Regions from separate parts of the Mus musculus genome. Here region 2 is linked to region 1. The links are chromatin contacts, called in public Hi-C maps. All regions are on one chromosome and are shown on one strand. The core of a region is the stretch at or near the end of the contact, and the rest is flanking DNA. Distances in the headings are between cores, read along the strand shown.

Evidence for each region. Hi-C and Micro-C count contacts between places; a contact is called where the count stands out from the background.
Region 2: a Hi-C map of olfactory sensory neurons shows a contact between it and region 1, with 1.9 times the contacts expected there. The contact joins the promoter of 4833422M21Rik here to the promoter of 2610037D02Rik in region 1. A contact is called at or near these places in 2 of 39 promoter capture datasets (the SN4741 cell line and embryonic stem cells), 9 of 484 Hi-C or Micro-C datasets (CD4 T cells, cumulus cells, embryonic stem cells and 4 more), 7 of 115 datasets of contacts at active chromatin or transcription factors (embryonic stem cells and epiblast stem cells) and 1 of 9 other capture datasets (embryonic stem cells).

Annotation. Positions count from the first base shown.
Region 1 is chr15:96,195,446-96,201,051 of GRCm38.p6, reverse strand. It overlaps 2610037D02Rik (RIKEN cDNA 2610037D02 gene), which reads left to right and starts at 3,078. Exons shown (of 6, transcript NR_040423.1): 1 at 3,078-3,110; 2 at 4,971-5,128. The region is part of intron 1 of Gm38469 (spidroin-2); the gene reads left to right. It also overlaps the pseudogene Gm4371.
Region 2 is chr15:96,252,537-96,258,142 of GRCm38.p6, reverse strand. 4833422M21Rik (RIKEN cDNA 4833422M21 gene) reads left to right here and starts at 3,459. Exons shown (of 3, transcript NR_130160.1): 1 at 3,459-3,679; 2 at 4,141-4,279. The region is part of intron 1 of Gm38469 (spidroin-2); the gene reads left to right.

The DNA of each region.
Region 1 (5,606 bases), core at 1,829-4,328:
ATATTATAAGCAGTTGATGGCGAAAAGCCCAGACTACTGAAAATGGCTATGTGAGGTACAGGGTAGAGGGTAGGGTACAAGGGATACAGGGATGGAGACGGTGGTCTATGATTCTTTGGATGTGTTTCATTATAGTTCTGGACTTAGTGGAATTTTGGAAAGATGCAGTAAACACTTTCACCTGATACTAAAGTAGTGTTGGATAAGTATGAAGAAAACAAGAAGCGAAGAGGTTTTTGAGAAATGAAAATAAGAAACAAAATAAAAAAAAAACACTCCATATTTCCAATTTGTGGAATTGTGCCTCAGTCACACAGAGGAACACCTCATGTAACTTTAAGGTACATGCAAATTTAGATATTCACAGTACAATATACCTTAATGACCAAAAAGCCCCTGAAAATCATGTTGTTTTTAGTAGGCATGTTGATAATGTTTAGATGGGTATTGCTGTTTTAGAGCCATGGTAATAGATGAATGGAGTGATTAAATTTTTTTTTTTTTGAAAAAGTGTTTCTCTGTGTAATCCTGGCTATCCCGGCACTCACTTTGTAGACCAGGCTGGCCTCGAACTCAGAAATCTGCCTGCCTCTGCCTCCCAATTGCTGGGATTAAAGGCATACGCCACCACGCCCAGCCTGGAGTGAGTAATTCTGCACTGTCATTTAGCACCAAGATTTTTTTTTTCAGGATAAAGAGTTACATATAGAAAGTTATGACAGTTAAATTAAAATCTTGGAGTCTGGAAATATATGAACTCATGATACTTTTGTTCCTAAGAATAAAACAATAGCAAAAACCCAGCAAAATTCACTCTCTCACTTTGGACACTGAAAGGAGTTAGATTCTATCACGTCATAGCTAACATAGTTAAACATCTTCAGTTAGTTCTCAGCCTCTAAATACCATCTCCAAAGATCCCATGGGGAATGAAGAGGACAGCTAAAACAGCAGGTGCTTCTGAAAACGGCTTAGAAGCCTAGTTGAGGGGTCTCCCTCCAGCCACGATGAGACTCTTTGAGCATCCCAAAGGGTAATGACTGTAAAGGATTAAAAAAATCAAATGCAGGACAGAGAAGATGGCTCATGGGGGGAATCACTTGCTGTGCTGTAGTGAGGACTGGAGTGGAAGCTCTCAGAACCCATGCACAAGCCAGGCACAAATGCTCACACTCCTGTAATCCCAGCACGGGGCACGGGAGGCAGAGATGGAAGGATCTGTAGATGCTCTTGGGGCAGCTATTCTCATGTACACAGTGGAAACACAGGAGACCCTGCTTGAAATAAGGTAGAAGGTGAAAACCAGCTAGTGAGGTTAGCTTTTATTCTCCCCATGATACATACAAAGAAGTACATGTATAACACATGTGTCTCTCACGTACATACATATCACACACATGCAAGATTTTAGAGATTTATTTATTTTTATTTCATGTGTATGTGTTTCTCCCTCTGTGCATCTGCACTACCTGTGTGTCTGGTACCCGTGAAGGTCAGAAGAGGGTGAAGGATCCTCTGGAACTGGAGTTACCGATGGTTATAAACCACAAGGCGGCTGCTGCGAATTGAACCCAGGTCCCCTGCAAGAGTGCTCTTAACCACTGAATGGTTGCTTCATGGACACAAGATTCTAAAAATATAAAATATATTAAAAGCTCATTCTCATTAGAGAAACAAAAATATTAATTGGCAACCCTTGGAAACTGTTCGATGCCATTTCAGTGTTTTGAAAGCTAATGAGAAAAAGAACAAAGCCTGTTTCCCCAAGTCCATGAGCAAACTAGCCACAGTGCGTCTGGTGGAAGGGTTAATCTGTACAGAAGAAATTTTTAGTTGAGGGCACTGAGAATACTAGAATTAGAAACCAACCAACCAACCAAATTTGCAGCCATAGGGAGTTATGGGTCTCTAGTGGCTGCTGGAGTCACTGGGTGAAGAATGGATGGAGACCCAAGATGGCTCAGGCAGCCACACCCAGTCATCTTAACCAGAAGGGGTGGCAACCAGATGTTAGTGCTTTCTCAAGTGACATGATAGCACATGCCCAGAATCACTTCCACATTCTCCCCCCCCCCCACCCCCCTCAAAAGCATGCAAATGAAACCAGTCCTCACTTGGGGTGTTACTGCAAATCTTTAACCCTGGAGGCAGAGGCAGGCAGAGCTCCTGGAGTTACAGACCAGCCAGGGCTACCGGGTGACACCCTGTCTCACAAACCAAACACCATCACACACACACACACACACACACACACACACACACACACACACAGACACACACACGCACGCACACGCACACGCACACGCACACGCACACGCACATGCACACACACCAGAACCTTTACATTTATAGCTGCCAGTACACACACACAAAAGTAGACCACTCTGAAAGACACGACCAGAAGGCAATTGGCCAACCTAAATGAGGTGAATTTACCAGCGACTTCGTTTCTTTAACAATTAAAGGCAGGAGAAAAAAAAAATGTAGGTAATGGGAATTATCAATTAGCAGACTTAAGAGACCAATTAGGGAAGCACAATGTGTGGGGTTGGTTTGCATCCCTACTCTAGCAAACCAATTATAAAGACATTTATGATGCAAGCAGATTTTCATCATTAACACATACAGAGATGTAGTGTAAATTAAAATTAAAAAATTAAAATCACCATGGTATTGACTCTTAGCTGTATGGTCACTTCAGTGGTGTCAAATACATTGTTGTGCAACCGTCACAGTGATTCAGCTCAGAACTATTCTTTATTCTTCCCTGTTGACAATATGTTCTTGTGCACAGAGTAAAGGTTATCCTTGAATTCAAATGCTGATTTCTGTGCCCCAACTTCTGGTTGCAGTCCAGACCTGGCATTGTCATGCTTATTCTAAGAATCTCCTGTCTTAATGTTGTGTAAACATTGCTCCCCAGTTATTCCCTGATTGGTCAATAAAAGGTTGATCAGCCAATGACTGAGCAGAGGGGGAGGGGGAGGGGGAGGAGGAGAAGGACGAGACGTTGGGGGGGTGCGGGGGGAGGAAGACTCCACCATGACCACAAGATGAGGACCACCATGAGAATTTACAAGGAGCAGAAAGAGCCGGATCAATACTAAAATGCAAGTATCTCAGGGTTTTTGGCTGGGAGGTAGCCAGATTAGCCTAGAGGATTGGAATAGATTTATATGTGCTCAGTTATTATGTCTTAAAGCATGTGAAATAAATCTCTTGTGAGTCTTTGTCTCAATTATTTGGGAGCTAGCTGGGTTAGAGAAAAAAAAAAAGCCACTTTTAAATTAGCAGTAACACCTCCCAGATTGAAGTTCGGTACCCTCTGGACTGTTGTAAATCACCAGCCCCTGAGAACCACTGCTTTTCTTTCTGAGACCTTCCATCACGCCCACACTTCCTTCTCTCTTACGATTGGCTGGCTTCCCATTGCTTAGCACTTTCCGTGTTCATACCCGTCATCCGGGGTTGCTTTCCTACATTGCTAAAGCTTGCATGATATCCCATTGTATGACTGTATTGCATCTGATTTACTCATCACGGGCACCTGACGTCTACTTTTTCACTTCTGTAAATACGGGTAAGCAGATGTCCATCCAACTCTCTGCTTTCGCTTCATATCCAGGCAGGAGAGGGTGCCCAGTCACAGAGCCGCTCTGCGTTTGACTTTTGAACAATTTGCCATCCTGTTTTCCAGTGTCAGTTCTGATTTAAGTTTTTTTTTTTTTTACCAGCCATGTGTAAATATTTCCATTTCTCCTTAATCTCATCAATTTCCCCCTTTCTGTCTTGATAACTGTTGTCCTAATGGAAGCGGTATCTTATTGTAGTTTTGATCAGTGATATTGATCACCTACTAATTTGTTTATTAGTCTTTTGCATAGTTTCTTTAGGAAAATGACTATTCAAGTCCTTTTCCCATTTCAAAATCAAGTTTGCTTTTAATTCTTGAGTTTAGGGGTTCATTATATGGTATGGACATTAAGCCCTTATCAAATATGTAATTGGCAATTCTGTTGATAATAGTTTTATGCATAAAATCAAAAATTATTCTTTAGTCCAATTGGTCTTGTTTAGGTTGTCATTCTAACATTTCATAGTGTGGCTGTAACTGTTCGGTCTTTCTGTGTACACCCCAGTTCCCAAATAATGACTTGGAGACGTGTTTTCTTCCTTTATGAATGCCTAGGCCGTATGATAGGCTTGTTCCCACTAGCTTGTAACTCAGTTATTCCCTTTATAGTAACTTCTGCCACGTGGCTGGCCACCTCTCCTCAGTTTCATCTGTTCGACTTCCTCCGCACATAGGTGGCAAATCATCTTTCCAGTGACCCTTTCCCAGAGTTCCTCTCTCCGCCCGACGTCCCACCTTCTATCCTCTCCTCTCCTACAGGCCATAGGCTTTTTACTTTGACCAATCAGAAGGTGCCTTAGGCAGGCAAGGAAGGACAGAGACACATCTTCACCCAGTGCATATAAGCATTACCCCTAATATAGTTATTAAGTTTCGCGTTTGATATGTTTGTAAAAGTTTTGGGTAATGGTGCTAGACACGAATTCAACTTCAGACTCTCTTCCTGTGATACCCAGTGGCCACACCTGACCTGACTCAGGGGAATGGGTGGAACTAGAAAAAAAAAAAAATCACCCTGAGTAAAGTAACGCAGACCCAAAAAGATAAATACGGTATGCATTCTTTTATACATGGAAGTTAGCTTTTAAGCCTTGATAGGCATGGAACTGTATGAATAACCACATACTAACCACACTAAAATATACATAGAAAAGAAATCTAAATGGAGTCACAAGATAACAGGAGAGACAAAGCCCCTATTAGAAATCTCTGCCGCCAAGTAGAACCTCCAGTGCCAAGAATGGGTTGCAACTAATTGAATTGTTGGCCAAAGGGGCTCCATGGAAATCTCCAAATAGTTCAGGCTTTTGCAGAGGTTATTGGTTCCTGCCCACAGGCTGATGCAAGGCCCCATTACTGAAGTTCTGAATCTTACATATCTCACTGACCGTGGAAAAGTTAAGCTGGTGCCTAACTCGAGCCTTTACCCCCGGTGACTAGTGTTCATGGAACTGGATGGTATCCTGGTACTCAGCATGCCACCAGCGGAGAAAGGTAAGCACCAACCCAGCTACAAGCCCTGCTATCCACAGTGGTGACCTGCTTCCGTGAGAGGCGCGTGTAGTAGTAGCACAAACTTTGTGAGAGTAACCAACCACTCTCTGATTGGATCTAAGGTTTGCTCCAAGAGATAAAACACAGCTCAGGTGGCCAGGAATCTGACACTAATTAGGCCATGGACCTGGGGGAAAACCCAATACTATTGTTCTGCTAAATGAAGATAGCAATACGATTATTCCTAATAACGTTCTGCAATATTTTAGTATTAGATCATTGATGAAAGCCAACTCCCTCTCCCAGCAGCCGTTAGTCACCAATATTCCTCAGCGAGTGGTATGACCTCACAGCCACTTTCCTTCTCCTCATTTGAATTTCGTCTGACTGGATCATGTGTAGGTCTTACGATTGCCGTCACAGCTGCTACAAGTTCACATGTGCAACTGCCCCGCTGTGACTAGAATACACTGCTTTG
Region 2 (5,606 bases), core at 2,210-4,709, 57 kb before region 1:
TATTGTTTTTGTGTATTTTTGTTAGGTCTGGAACCTCAGGTTTTGTGTTTCTTGTTAGGTCTCTAACCCAGGACAAAAGGCTGAGGTGACTGTTTACCATATCAAAGCCAGCCTGGGCTCCAGCATCTCTCAGTCCCTACCTGTTACAGGAAGTGGCTGGCACCCCCCACCCCTAAACTTCCGTCCAGGTGCTACGCTGCCCTTCCCCCAGCTTCACTACCCCATATAACCCAGCCCTTTCCTCTTTGCCTAGCCTTTATCCTCCTGTCCTCTCGGTCACCCATCTTCTTACGCTGCCTGGCTCTGGATCGTGTTCACTCTGGACTCTTAAACAGATGTCCCTGCCTTTGCTTACACTCTCACTTTTATTGAGTAGAAACCTTCTCCTCCACCTTCCATACCTAGGAGCAATCGTGTCTTTTTTTTTTTTTTTTTTTTTTTTTGAGACAGGGTTTCTCTGTGTAGCCCTGGCTGTCCTGGAACTCACTCTGTAGACCAGGCTGGCCTCGAACTCAGATATCCACCTGCCTCTGCCTCCCGAGTGCTTGGATTAAAGGCGTGCACTGCCGCCACTGCCCGACATGTCCTTCCTTTCTTATTTCTTTTTTCTTTCAGGTCTCAACGTCAGCTTTGGCTGGAATTTACAGTTATCCTCCTGCCTCAGGTGCCTAGTTAGTGCTGGGATTGTAGTAAGGACAACCTCAGCCAGCTGATTTTTTCATCCTTGTATGTAAATTTAACTGTATAGTTCAGTCTCATATCTCAGTGGATGGAGCTCTTAATGAAATACTGTCCAGTATTTAAGTAAAAGCACTACACACTGTCAGCTTTAATTTTTTTTTTCTCTTAATGGGATAAACTTCAATATACTTTAGAATTGCTATTAGTGTTCTGGGTTTTTTTTTAAGAGTTATAACTTTTATTTAAATTATTTTTTTATTTTATTTTATGTGTCTGAGTGTTTTTGCTTACATGACCGTATATGCACTATGTGTGTGAAGTGTTGTGGAAGCCAAAAGAGAGTTTTGGATCCCCTGGAGTTCCTGGGGAGGAGAGCCAAACTCAGAACCTGTGCTCTTAACCACGAAACCATCCCTTCAGCCCCTAGTGCCCACCTTCCTGTGTGACTTTTTTTTTTTTTTTTTTTTAGACAAGATCTTACTATATATCCCTGGCTAGCCTTAAACTCCCAGTGTAGACCAGGCTGGGCTCAAATTCACAGAGATCCACCTGCCTCTTTGAGCATCACTCCTATGTGGCCACCGGCTCTCTCTCTCTCTCTCTCTCTCTCTCTTTCTCTCTCTTCTCTCTCTCTCCTCTCTCTCTCACACACACAGGTGCTGAGATTAAAGGTGTGTCCTACTGCTGTGATGCGCCCTCCTTGTGACAGTTGGAGGGTCACTGTCAAGGAGTACTGCTTGCTGGCCAGAGTTTCCTAGAATCAGCATGACTGAGGTTTCTCACTTCCTCGGGAGTGAGGATGCTGGCCTCCCAACAGTACACTTACTTCTTCTCCCTAGAGTGGTGGTTCTCAACCTGCAGTCTCAAACGGGGGGGGGGGGGGGTGGCATTACGTATCAGATATTCTGCATATCAGATGTTTACATTATAACCCATAACAGCAAAATTACAGTTATGAAGTAGCAACAGAGATAATTTCATGGTTATAATTTCATCACAACATGAGGAACTGTGTTCAAAGGTCTCATTAGGAAGGTTGAGAACCACTGATGTAGCTCTCAGTACTATCATTGCAGATTTCTCTTATACACATATTACATGTGCACACATGCATGCACACACATACACATACATTCCAACCTCACAGCATAGTGTTTTTTTAACATAATTTTCTATGTAGAGCTTTACATATAAAAGTAAGTAAATGCTGATTAAAAAAATAATGATTTTGGGTGTTTTGTTGTTGTTTTGAGAGAGGGTCTCTCTGTGTAGCCCTGGCTAAACTGGAACTAACTCTATAGACCAGGCTGGCCTTGGACTCAGAAATCCACCTGCCTCTGCCTTCCAAGTACCAGGATTAAACTGCCCATCCAAAATATTAGTGTTTTTAAGATTTATTTTAAAATTATAATTGTAAACGTGCACATGTGCATTTGTGTATATGTGTGTGTGTGCGTGTGTGCATGTGCCTTCTGAGTCTAGAAGAGGGTATTGGATCCCATGGAGCTGAAATTATAGGCAGTCGTGACTTATGTGGTAAGGGCTGACTTGAGTCTTCTGGAAGAGAAACAATTTTCTTCCTAGCCCCAGAACCTCTCTTAGCCCCAGAAAACATTAATGTTAGAATCAGCCATCACTTGGGACCTTACTCTTAGGAGTATGTGTCAGTCATCCTGTCTGCTTGATTGGATTGAGGTAGCATTTTGTTTAAATCAGAAGGAAAAACAAAGATAGTCAAAAGAACTCAGTCTGCTCTGCTTCACTCTTAGTAAAACATAAAAATGCATGTTTTTTTTTAAAAAAAACATTAAAGAGGGCTCAAAGTATTCTTTCAAAAGACAAAACAAAAACAAAAACAAAAACCCTGAAATGTAGCTTAAATTAGTTTGCCTTTATCTTGTCCTCTTGAGTGCAGCTGGCTCCTCACTGTTGAGTCGCTTCCAGAAAGCTTGCGTTCAAGTGCCTATGACTTGGTTTCGCAAGGAGCGTTTATGCCCTCCTGCACAGCTGTGTGCGTTTAAACCCATTTAAGTGTGAGAGTTATTCTTTTCTCATAGATCTAGGAAAGATTGGGGCGAGGGGGGTCACTGAAAATGACCATTAGTGCCCCAAGGTGATAAACTATGGTTGAATCGACTCCCTGTCCTCTGAGAGAGTCCCTTGGACCCTGAGATCTGAGCAGGAGCTAAGGAAACTGTTAAATTACATTTTATTTAGTATGCAGCCAAGCACAAACTGTTTACAAGTTTCATAATAGGATTTAAAATGTAACTCACATGGATTTTAAGAGAAAGCGCATTTTTTTCTTTTAATTACAAAAGTTGTATGTGTGTGGTTGTTTTGCTTGCATGTATGTCCATGTACCACACACAAGCCTCCTGCCTGAGGTCCAAAGGGGCATCAGAGCTGGACCTGGAGTTACAGATGGTTGTTAAGATACTGTGGGTGCTGGGAATTGAACCTGAGTCCTCCGGTTGAGTGGCCAGTAATGCTGTTGAACCATCTCTCTAGCCTTATGCTTTTTTTCTTCCACCTTTGGGATTAAAAAAAAAAAAGCATAAAAATATAGTATTTGACATTGGCATTAAAACATGTGGACAAAAGGAGTCCATTAGCAGTTGATTTAAAAGAAAAATCTAGCATGCTCATCTGGTTTTGAAAAGATCTGAAAAGTAGATTTCACTGATACTGCCTCCTGACAAAGCAGCACCAGGGCTCCCAGATTTGAAGTCGGAGAATACACGGTATTATTCCGTGTGTTCTTCCCAGCCCCCAGCCTGACACCGCACGCGTTGGGGAGGAGGCGCTTGCCATGCAATACCTATTTAAACTGGGAGAGCTGCGGGAGAGCTGCAGTCATCTGCTGCGGGTCTTTTATTACGTGGCAAGTTTAGAATAACATTTTCAAAACATACAACTTCAAACATCTAAGTCCTCATGAGATGATACAATACGTGGATCTCGAGTGCATCTGTGTGTTTCCCAGAGGCCCGTGCGGGTAAGTCAGTCCGCTCCCAGAGCGTCCCTCGCCATCCTCCCAACAAGGAACAAAACACTTTTAGCAAACCTAATACTCAGATTGGGGCAGAGCTGTTTAAATGCTTTCAGCTTTCTTACTTTGTTGGCTCTTCTCTACGTGAATGTGAGAACTTGGACGCCAAGAACTCTTAAAGCAGGTGTGCCTCTTAGGTTTCCTTCTTGGGGGGCGGGGGGGCTTCTGCAGTCCTGCCTTTCCTTGTACTGTCGGGATTGGAATTGGGGGGCGGGGGGAGGGGCGGGCAGAGAGGAGAAATGCCTCACAAAAGAACTTGAGGAAGAGTTTGTTTTGGCTCCGGGGATAGCCAGGAGAGCTCATCCTGTCAGGAAGTCCCTCAGCAGGAGCTTGAGGCCGCTTGACACTTTGTATCCTGAAAAGAGGGCTGAACCTTGGGCTCACTTTCTCCTCTTTATTCTGGGCAGGACTCCTGGCCACTGGATGGTATGCTCTGCCTTCAGAACGGCTCTTTCCACCGTTCTGAAATGCCCTCCCTCATAGACACCTCAGGTGTGCTCTGCTGACTCTAAATCCAGTCAACTTGTCAAAGATTAACCATCAGAGGTTGGTTGGTTTTTGTTTTGTGATCTCTCTCTCTCTCTCTCTCTCTCTCTCTCTCTCACTCTCTCTCTCTCCCAATGGAGACTGTACCCTCTCAGCTATTCCATTAAGCAGCTGGAGTTTCATTCCACGGGGAAACTGGGCAGGAGTTAAAAATAGATGACTCAGAGAATCCCAAGAAGGCCTAAGGCCACGGTGGTGTTTGAATAGCAACCCCTGAGATACATCAGTAGGTGAGGGCTGTTGGCCAGTTGGAAGCATGGGACCCGTTTTTGTGTGAGGTTCTGAGGCTGGGACAGAATAGAGGGCAGAGGGAAACAGTCTTCAGGGCAGGTGGACACTGACCCTGGCAGTAGCCAGGGCACAGAGAAAGGCTAGCCACTTTGAAGTCGGCAACGACCCTCCAGAATTGTGTAGGTGTCTCACAAAATGTGTGGCAATCAGTATCTGCTCAAGACACCCCAAGATCAAGTTCTCAACACAAAGGAGGTTTATTTGCTCCGGAAGGTCAAAGGGTAGGGAATAAGAGACAAAAACAGGAGATAGAGGATGAGGGAGAAGGGGAAGGGAGAAAAGGGGCAGAAAAAAGAGTATTTATTTGTCCTGGGAGGGGGCAACATAAAGGACTGTCTCTGGATAAAGGAGACAGATGTAGCCATAGGTAAATGACAGTGTATAAAGGTCAAAGGGGAAACGCCCATGTTAAGGTGAGGTGTTTAATTTTGATTGGGCAGGTTCATTAAGCGAGCCAAAAGGGGTCTTAGATGGCTGGACCTCAATACTTTGATAGCTGGACCTTGGTAGTCAGCCTCAGGAGGAGAAAGTGGCCAAATCAGGAAACAGACCTTGGTGGCTTGCTTCTGGAGTGTAACCTAATGGGTTTTTTTTTATCATGGTAGAGGGGATGGACCCCTGCCAGAGCCTTGTTTGCCATGCCCGCCCGGGATGGCTAGAGCTCTTCAAGATGTATGTTAGTTGTTGTGATGCCTTCTCCTTTATATTGCTCTGTACTCTGCATGGAGGCTCACAGTCTTCAGGGTCCAAGTTCAGCTCCTTCCAAGGTTGCATCAGGCAATGTTGCTCATGGAGACAGTATGTGAAGAGCGCACAGCCTAAGACTTGATGTTTACTGTATCTGAAGGCCTCCGCTATTCTTTTTTTTTTTTTCCAGCTAGTCTATAAAATCTTCAATGGAGTTTCTTTGCCCTCAACCATTTAATTATAAAACATCATCTTTATCATATAGAACCATATGTGTAGACAAGACCCCTTCCTTCCCTTCTTCCCCGCTCTTCTCTGTTCCTACGTGGCTATAACTATTCTTCTGGCT